3 separate regions of the Gossypium hirsutum genome follow, and regions 1 and 3 are each linked to region 2. Evidence: chromatin contacts called from public Hi-C data. All regions are on one chromosome and are shown on one strand. Each heading gives the region's core, a stretch centred on a gene start, on an enhancer-like site or on the middle of the called end of the contact. The rest is flanking DNA. Distances are from core to core; before and after follow the strand shown.

Region 1 (3,562 bases), core at 537-3,036, 220 kb before region 2:
AGACAAAGAATCATGTTTTGAACTTGTAACCTTGTACTTCACCTATATTAATAGGTAAAAAGGCTACTATTGTCATTAGATACCAACAACCTTCATGCCGCATCCTCATTTCAGCCATATGAATAGGATGAAGGACTATGTTATGGGTTCAAAATCATTTGGGTATATGCCACTACATTCTACCCCAGCGGAAATAAGGAAATATGAGCTTATGGAAGACATCCCTCATAAATCACGAAAGAAGAAGATGATGATGACACTTCAAAGAGGACTGTACAACAAAAAATGGGGTGATGACTAGAAAGCACCGTTTTTTACAGCAAAAAAGCCCATTGGTGCTTAAACCTATTTGGAAAATAAACAATAAACATCTTCAAGTTGATCTTGATCATGATCATTTGGAAATTGGAACCTAGCCAAAAGGATATAGAATTTCAAAAAGCTTGCAGCACATTTAGTTCTGCTTCTTATTGAATGCTTTCAAATAAACGAAGTACCACTACCATATTCAAGCAATGCAAGCACAGCCAATGAAAGAATTGCAAATTAGTGATCTTACAGTCCTTCCTAGTCATACGAGGCAACAAGAAAAGTTTATTTCCCAAAAAAACTCAGACAATCGTACTTAAGAGATATATCGACAAGAAACTAGAAAGGATTCATACTCCTCACTAATGTCTATCAGCATATGTAAACATGAACCTTGAATATTGAGACCCAGTTTAACAAAATGACACTGTCAAGCTTTCTCCAAACAAAAAGGAAAATTAATTTAACTTTCTCTTCTCAAGTGAACCAAAGCCAATATGGTAGGGTACTCTTCTCGAAATCACTTAAAACCTGGATCCAACAAGCTGTAAAATTAAGAATAATTCTGAAACAATTTTCGACACAATATCTTTCTGTACAAACATAGGAAGGTAAAACAATGGATGCATATGAAGAATGAGCTTGTGACCCGGAAAATCTGCAAATTATGGCTTGAGTTCCCTTGTGCTCAAACTACACATAGCATCTAAGTTAAAAACTTAAATGTGCCGCAATCATTCCAAAAGGATGGAAATTGAGAAATCTTTCCACCTCAATAGCTTGAAATACATACTTCTTTCTCATTCAACCAACTTCACTCTTAAGTGAACGAATAAAACATTTAAAGAGTGAAAAAAGTATCTCAGTAAAATTCATCAAAAACAGCATGGCTCTGAACTAATCATCAATTCATAATAAGAGTTTCCACAATGATTCCACAAAAATTGAAGTTGTACCCGATATCCCCGTGAATGTAGCACAACTTATTTTCACTTAAATTGATATTTGACTAAAATATAATTGTTCTACATTCTAAGTAACATCATGCAAATCCCCCCCCCCAAAAAAAAAACAGATTTTTAATCTTTAATTTTTCATAAAAATTGCTCCTTTGAAAGCAGAAAAGCAACAAGCAAAAAGCATATTCATGGATTTACTTATTTGTGGAAACATGATTAGGGAGGATAAAAAAATTAAAACCAACAACCAGCTTTAGATTTTTTTTCTAGAAATTTACAACTTAGATAGGAATAAATTATAGATATAAAGGTGAATGAAATATAAGGAAGAAATGAAAGGAGGGTTACCAGATGAGAAGGCTTCAATTTTGAAGTCAATGAAGACTCAACTTGTTCCTTCGTCACTCCCATCGTCTCTTTCTTTTGCTCTGTTTCTTCTTCTTCGTTTTGTTTCCAAGATTCCTTTACCACAATATAAATTCAATTGAAGAATAAATTTAAAAGAAAGATTCGATTTTGGTGGAGTCAAACATCATGGACTTATATGCCATTTGCTATGCAAGTCCTATCCGTTACTATAAGCCCATCATTATTTTTCGGCCACAGCCCATTATGAACTTGGTTAAAGTTATTTAGGTCATTTTCAAGAAAATTAAACCTGAATGTTAGTTTCCTTGGTTATTTCTCTCTCTCTCTCTCTTTTAACAAAAGGATTTTAGTTAACATTGTTTCAAAATTAAAATTCAAGGGTTCAATTTGGAAATTTTTCTTTTTTTTCTTTTTAATTTAGCCCATAAATTTAGTAATTATTCTCACATTGGGACTTCAAATTTTTTTTCATTGTTCCACATTGGGGTTTGGGTTTTTTTAAATCCAAATTAATCTTTGATATTTCCTTGAAAACTTTAAAGTTTAAACCCTAATATAGGAATAATTGTCAAATTTAAGGACTAACTTAAACAAAAGAAAAAGGTTTAAACTATTACCTATTTTAAGCCTTAATGTAAGAATAAATGTTAAATTCAAAGATTAAAAAAACTTAAATCTACTATTATTACCATATTCATACAAATAAAATATCCATTCAATAAATTAATCTGTGAAATTGAATTGAACCAAACCAATGAAGTTGATTTAATCAAAATTTCAATTTATTCTGTAAGGAACTCCGTTTAATTTATTCATTCATTTTATAGGTTTAGGATTTTTAAATAGAATAACTGAGCATATATATATATTCTTTTTTTCTAAATCAAATCAAATTTTATTAAATTTAAATCCAGTATTTCAGTGTACAGTTGGAATCAAACATCCACTAAAGCAGCACCTAGCAACAACATATATGGATTTGGCTCTCCTATATCTATTTTCCAATATAAATTTAATCATTATTATGTTATAACTTTTACAATTTATGAGCGAATTTTACATATTTCAACAATGGTTGTTGAAACTTTTTAAATTGACTTTTATTTTAAAAACGAAAATGAAGTCACCACTAATTTTTTTTAATTAAGTGTGATCGGATCACCTCAAGGCTTTGTCATTTTAATAAAATATTAGATTTATTAAAATCATTTTTGTCTACAAAAATCTAGGAAATGGGTTCAGGAATCGATTTTGTACAAGAAAAGATTAGCACCCTCATAACGCTAAAAAATTGGTACCAAATTGATTACTTGATATTTTAGTGTCAAAAGTTGAAAATTCGAAGAGAAATTAAAACACAGTCCCTCTTTGCTTAATGTTCTTTTTTAATTAAAATCACTTAACTAAATTAAAACTTATGTAAAAGGCCTTTTTATCTCAAGGTAACCAAAACAAAAATGTCATATCCCGTAAGTTAGGGTACGACATCTTGAATCCTCGAAAATTAGATTGCTCATTATTTAATTACTATTTAAATCTCATGTGTTTTTTGTTTTAAAAAATATGTTTGGTTATTTAGGTTCAAAGAGAAAATCAAACCCTGTAAGTTATGTCACAACTTCTCGAATCTCTAAATTAAGAACGTTGCCTTGGTTTTAAAATTTTCCTTTTTTGTGCATCAGAAAAAAAAAAGGATATGACATTTAATGCAATATGCGATTGATTTATTCAAGTGTTGGTATAAAAATAAACAAATATTTAAACATGTTGCATAATATGGAAATGACAAAAATAGTATAGAATGACTTACGTGGTCACAAAATGATAACAAAATAATAACATATGGTAGTCGAAATAATTTTTAGCCAATTAATAATACTATTTAATAATGGTAACAATAGTAAAATAATAAGTGGAACATTAGT
Region 2 (3,463 bases), core at 726-3,225:
TAATTTATCGAAATCTTAAATAATTTAATGGAATGAGAGTGAGTTGGTGTCTTAGAGTACCTCTGTACGTCAATAATGGTGGTAGAATGATCATAAAGCAATAAGAAAAGAAAAATAAGAACACACAGATTTTACGTGAAAACCCTTTCGAGAAAAAATCACGGGCAAAGGAGAAGAAATTCACTAATGTTGAAAAACGAATGATACAAGAAGGGTTCGATTACATCTATTTGAGGGTTGAAAAACCTTGTTCTAATCAAAGTCAAATAGAAGAATAGTTCTATATGGATTCAACTTGTGCTTTATGGTCCGTATTGCAGGAGCTCCGCCCTCGCACCCTTGGTCACAACCCCAGTCCAATTTTGTGCTTAATGTACGATCCTTGGCATTTCGCCCTCATAGATCCCCTTATTTTGCCACTATACTTATTTCTTTAACAAGTGATTGGATTCGAGTTGCACAATCTCTAACAACCTCAATAAACAAAATCATATCTAATTAAAAAAACCCACACATAATTTACAATAGTTTCCTAAAACAACGAAGTTATCATTAACTTTGGTTTGAAATAATGTTTTTTTTTTGAATTACAATAATAGCGCAAAGCTCAAACAACCAACCTGGAACGGTGAACACCCTTAACCATCAGGCCATCTCATGGGGTTCGTTTAAAATAATGTTTTGCTCCTTCTGTTATGTAATATAGCACTTTTAATGGAAAGAAATTTCAACCATTTATCATAATTTAATATTATTAAAGAAATATTTTACTATTCGAGCTTAACTTAATTTAAAATTAAATAATTTAATTTAAATATTATTTATGATATAAATATTGTGAACAATATTTAAAATTTTCATATAGAATAAAAGAATTCAATTTTTAAATGTTATAAAAATTATATAAGTAATTTTTTTTTCTATAAATTAAAGTTTTATTATTGAAATGTGGATAGTTTAAGTAAGATGATTAAAAAAAGATAAAAATTATTTTATATTACAAAAAAACACAATGTTACATTAAAAAAAGTAAAATGTAAAATTTGTATTTAATATTGTAATGAGTTTTTTAATGTTATGAATATAATGAAAATATTAATATATAAATGTAGCTATTTAATTGATTAAAAAGGTGATAGACATGTTAAGTTAATAAAATTAGTGAGATTTAAACTAAAATTTTATTAAATTTATTCTACCAACTTTTATAAAAGAATGTAAAGTTAAAAGGAGATGAAACATAATTTATTATATTTTAATACATTGAAATATGAATAAAAATAAGTTTTAAGTGTATTTAGTTGAAAAGAAAAGCAAATAAGTTTTTATCTATGCTTAAAAACAAATCATTTTAGATTGAGAAAATAAAAGAATGTATTTTCAACATTTTCATTTTCATCCTTTCGTCTTTAAACTCTTCTAAGCAATGAAGGAAAATAAATAAATTTTTTCTTTCAAACTTTTTAATCTTTCCTTCCGAGTATATCAATGTATATTTTCTTTCTAGTTTTCTACTTCTTTAAACTTTTAATTTTCTTTTTATTCTACAACATATTTAGTATTTCTTTATTGCTAGTTAAGTAAGATTGAAGTCGTTTTGTTACGAGGTTTAAGTCTCATCATGAGTAAAAATATCATATAGGTTCTCTATCAAATTTATTTTGGGTAAGTCTCATTAAAAGTAGACTTTATTCGTATTTATTTTGGTCTAGTTCTGTATATATCTCCACAAATATTTTTTTTATTCTCTTGTTCTGTAATTTTCCTAAATATGCAAAGCTACTACTTGTGTTTATTATTACACTGGGCCATGGATCTCACCATCAATTATAGGCCTGCCAAAACCTAGTTCTGAGATTGAAGTAACACTGAGATGAAATTGAAACAGTGAATTTGGACCCAAATTTGTGAGCAATGGGCTAAGTGCTGATCCAATGGATTTATTATGTCAATGGTCCCTTATCAATTCTTGAAAAGAGAGTCAGAGAAAGCTGCTTGCCTTTTTATTGGTCTTAATGTAAGCTTCCTGAGATTGACTCTAATGCCTGGTTTGACTTTTATCATCTTCCTGCGGGTTTCACTTTCTCCCCCTTTTTTCTGCCATTTTAGGTGCTTGCCTCTTCTGCTATTTTCCTCTCTTTTTAATCTGTATAAAATTAAAGTATTGTTAAATGCAATCAATTAGAAGAAAATTGTCTTTTTTTGCTATTTTCCCAATGTATTAGTCTCTAATTTAGCATCTTTGCAGGTATTTATTGTATGTTGAAGGAAGGGGAGATGGGATCATGTTTCAGAATAAAAAGGCAAAGCAAGGATGAGGGACCATTGTTGAAGAATGGGAGTGTGTTATTAGAAAAGCTTATTGCCTCATCTGATGGTAAATGTAATCCTATTTGTACTTTCTCCGCCGAGGAGCTGAGCGAAGCAGCGAAAGGTTACGATGTCGGTCAGGAAATTTCGAGGTACGTTCATTTCGTGTTATACAAAGGCTTTCTGCGTGGTCGGGAGATATCTGTGAAACGGTACGGAAGCTATAACAAATGCCTTGAAACAGCTATCACAGATATAGTAATTAGCTCACAAATGAGTGTGCACAAGAATGTTCTAAAACTAATTGGATGCTGCTTAGAGACTCAAAATCCAGTGCTTGTTTATGAATATGGTGGTGAAAAGAATCTCCAAAGATTAATGCTTGATGTTAGTGATGGGCAACTTGAGCCATTAACATGGAAGTCTAGAATAAAGATTGCAACGGATATTGCTAATGCAGTTGCATATCTCCATACTGCCTTGTCCAGGCCTGCTATTAATCGTGGGCTTTCGTTGATATCGATAGTAATAGATACGAATTATGTTGCTAAGCTTTCTGATTTCTCGCTCTCCGTGGCAATTCCGAAAGGAAAATCGCATGTCGTAGAAGATACCATCTCCGGGGTAGTTGGGTATATAGCACCTGAGGTTTTGGAATGCAAAATAAATGAAAAGGCTGATGTTTATAGTTTTGGCATACTGTTACTTGAGCTTTTAACTAGAAGAAAATCTGGGGATCACAATGTGGAGGAAGCACCCTTTAGAGCATTTGTGTCGAATTATGTCGAAAGCAATCGGTTAACCGAAATTGTGGATCAAAGTATTTTGAGTGAAAGAATCAATGGTAATGAGTTGGTAAGTTTGGCGAAGATTGCACTTTGTTGTACACAAGAAAATCCCGAGAATCGACCGATGATAACTGATGTTGCAAAACAGCTTAGGCTACTCAATAAAGATTGTAAGCTTTGTTAGCTCAGTAGCTCTAATTATGGTGTATGATACTTATACTGGCACTTGATCTTGAGTTCAGGGAACATAGTTTGCCTTACTCTGTAATAAAATACTGAACTCACTGCAATCAACAAAAACCTTCTGCAGCTTTCAATATTGTTTACCCATTTTGCTATAGATTCAATTATGCTAAAAGGAAACA
Region 3 (3,225 bases), core at 88-2,587, 170 kb before region 2:
CATCCAAATTTACCAAGGTGATACAAATGGAAGGGAAAGTATTATAAAAGAGAGAACCAAATAGTTGAGAAATCCAATTTCAATGCTTATACTTTTAATCTTTTTTCAATAAATTCTAGAAAAATTCAATGTTTTTGTATTTTTTTTCAAAATTCTAATTATCTATTTTTAAATAAATTAATTAAATTTAAATTAATTTTGAGAGAATATTAGATATAAATGAATGTATAATAATACTTTTATATTCTTCGAAAATGAATGAAGTGAAACATTTTTATTGATACCTAAAAATTAAAATTATAGGTTATTGATAGAAATTATGTTTGTGGTCTAATGAACCAGTCACATTTTATTCAAACTCTTCTGCAAATTTGGCAGCAAAGATCTGAAACTTTGTAGCATCTAAAAGCCTTGAAATATATTTCCATGTCTCATGCTAACATCGTTTCCTTTAAAAAGTTGCAACTAGCCAATTCCTCTTTTACTAAAAGACCTTCTACTCAATGGGTGTTTCCTGTTAATTAAACAATGAAAGTCCTAATCTCTAAGAAGACATTGTGAAGTAGCTAATTTACAAAGTCTAAAATTTAAACGTAAAATACAACTCTAAGATGAATTTCATGACTAAAAATGTTCATGTCACATTAACTCAGAAACCCAACCTAAATGAGAAGAAAAAAAAATAGATATATACATATAAAATTGGAAAGATATTAAGTAGGGATAATTTTACCCGAGTAACACAGCCAAGAAAAAGGTGATGACAGGCAGACAATTTGTTGTAGCAGCAGCTAAAGTTGCAGAGGTATAAACAAGGGCTATACCATTGATATCCAAGCTTAAAGTTATCCTGAAATCCAAAATTTCTCAATAGTTTATATGATTTCTTCCACTGTAATAGCTGCGCAATCTTAATTCACCAAGTGTTTCTAAATGTTTGACTTACCCGAATAAAGACAGCAAAAATATCTCGCTGAACGTCACGAATGATAGTGGGGGCGCTGTTTTCCTTTAGATTCCAAAGCAAACAAAATTTAATAACATGATTCTATTTATATTGTCTACAAGATTGGCATAAAAACCAGGGCAGAAGCTTAAAATTACCATTCAAGAAACAAGGCAAGAGGGATCAAGACAACGGTAGCAGCAGCCTGCCTGTAGAAAACGAAGACGAAATTGTTCATGCCACCATCGAAAGCTGCTTTGGACACCAAGAACATGCCCGCATATATAGATTGAATGAGAATAATAGCAAGATAGGGCTTTTTGTTATCCATTCTTTGTTTTGTTTTTTTTTTTTTTGGGGGGGGGGGTAAAGATGTGTATTGCAGTTTGAAAGTGCAACACTGGAGGAGGGAGGATTTATATAATGGTAAGTTGGAGTGTGGAGATGGGACAGTAGAGGGATTGGCCATTGAAAATAACATGCTTTTTCTTTTCTATTGGGACGTGTGTGGTGAAGATGAAAGGGCCCCTTTTTTGAGGCCGAAGGGACCCCTTCATTATTAATGAAAAATTGATATTAGGATTGGCTTCTTTGACACTTGACATGTCATCAATAGGGTTACAACCTTTTCTTTTTCTTTTTTATTCAAATTTAATCCGTTCAATTATTTTAAGATTAGATGGCACTTAAACAGGATTTGATACAATTTAATACTTGAATTTTTTCCTAATTTAGTATCTAAATTTTTTTCTTAATTTAGTACTTAAATTTGGTATTTTTTTTAATTTAGTACTTAACTCATTTTTAAGTTTAATTTGGTACATTATAAATTTGTCAAATGTTATACAAAATACTCTCAAACACTAATGCTGTTAGTTTTTTTTAATGATCGACACGTGATAGATAGCATGGAATTTAATGGTGGAAATGATTTCATTTATTTAGAGTTTCTTATGTTTCACTAAACAATATGCTCAAATTTTACTCTTCATTGGGGCTAAGATTATTTTGATTATTAGTGGAAGGAATGATTCAAGAGGGTTTGCATGTATAAAGCATAGTCCGGTCTTTACAAAGCCTTCAATTTAATAAAAACATAGTTAATATTAGAGGGAATTCATGCTAAAAAAGTATGCATTGAATTATGCTTAATGAATTAATATTGAATAAGAAAATAAGAGTTTTAAAAGGAATTTAGTATTTTAAATTAGGGTAAACTACTAAAATTGTCACTTTTGTTTACCTCAGGTTATATTTTAGTCACTTATGTTTGAAATGTTATATTTTAGTCACTTACGTTATCGTCTTGTAACATTTTAGTCACTGAACCGTCAATTGTCATTAATAGTGTAACAGTAAGCTGACGTGACACGTTAAATCATTATTTCAAATAAAAATTTTAGGTTAAATTCTAAAATTGGTCCCTATAGTTTTTCATTTTGAGCAATTTAATTTTTTTCTTTTATGTTCTTTTAACTTTATTTTTTTAATTTTTCATGCTTTTCCGCTTCTCCCTCTATTTTCCTCCCTTCTTCGTTTCTTTGAACGTATTTTTTCTATGTTTTTCATTTGTTAAAATTAGCCCATAAGCTCTCCTCACTCGAAAAAAATTAAATTGATCAGAAAATTAAAAGTATAGGGACTAGTTTTAACAAATGGAAAACATAGAAAAACTATGTTAAAAGAAATGGAGAAAGGGGAAAATAGAGGGAGAAGCAGAAGAGAATGAAAAAAAAATGAAAAAAAAGGAAATTTTAAAAAAATAAAAGAAAAAAGTTAAATTGCTTAGAACAAAAAAAAATATGGGGACCAATTGTATAAATTAACCTAAAATTTTTGTTTGAGTTGATGATGTAACGTGCCATGTTAGCTTACCGTTATACTATTAACAACAGTTAATGGCTCAGTGACTAAAATGTTACAACGCGATAACGTAAGTGATTAAAATATAACATTTCAAATATAAGTGATTAAAATGTAACCTGAGGTAAAAAAATTTGACTATTTTAGTAGTGTACGCTTTAAATTAATAAATTAAACTGAAAGTAAACATTTAAAATACAGAAAAGAAATTCCATGACATGTATCACATGTTGGTCATACATTAATTATTTTTGCTACCTCACAAAAAAAATAGTGTTAGTATATTAAAGTAATTTGTATAATGTTTGTCAAGTTCAGATATCAAATGTTATATTTAGCCTTTTAAAAGTATTAAAAAAAATAATTATATCAATACAAGATTTATAAAAATTAAAATTTACTTAAATTAAAATGGT

Evidence for each region. Hi-C and Micro-C count contacts between places; a contact is called where the count stands out from the background.
Region 1: a contact with region 2 is called in a Hi-C map of leaf, with 1.9 times the contacts expected there. The contact joins the promoter of LOC107924962 here to the promoter of LOC107925024 in region 2. A contact is called at or near these places in 7 of 34 Hi-C or Micro-C datasets (callus, hypocotyl, leaf and 1 more).
Region 3: a contact with region 2 is called in a Hi-C map of leaf, with 2.2 times the contacts expected there. The contact joins the promoter of LOC107924991 here to the promoter of LOC107925024 in region 2. A contact is called at or near these places in 3 of 34 Hi-C or Micro-C datasets (all in leaf).

What each region holds. Positions count from the first base shown.
Region 1 is chrA02:100,840,818-100,844,379 of Gossypium_hirsutum_v2.1, reverse strand. LOC107924962 (protein BOLA2) reads right to left here and starts at 1,786. Exons shown (of 3, transcript XM_016855544.2): 1 at 1,617-1,786. The coding sequence starts at 1,679.
Region 2 is chrA02:100,616,435-100,619,897 of Gossypium_hirsutum_v2.1, reverse strand. LOC107925024 (non-functional pseudokinase ZED1) reads left to right here and starts at 1,975. Exons shown (of 2, transcript XM_041082336.1): 1 at 1,975-2,109; 2 at 2,249-3,407. The coding sequence starts at 2,260. The coding sequence ends at 3,282.
Region 3 is chrA02:100,788,044-100,791,268 of Gossypium_hirsutum_v2.1, reverse strand. It overlaps LOC107924991 (WAT1-related protein At5g64700), which reads right to left and starts at 1,337. Exons shown (of 7, transcript XM_016855575.2): 1 at 1,105-1,337; 2 at 947-1,009; 3 at 734-850. The coding sequence starts at 1,277.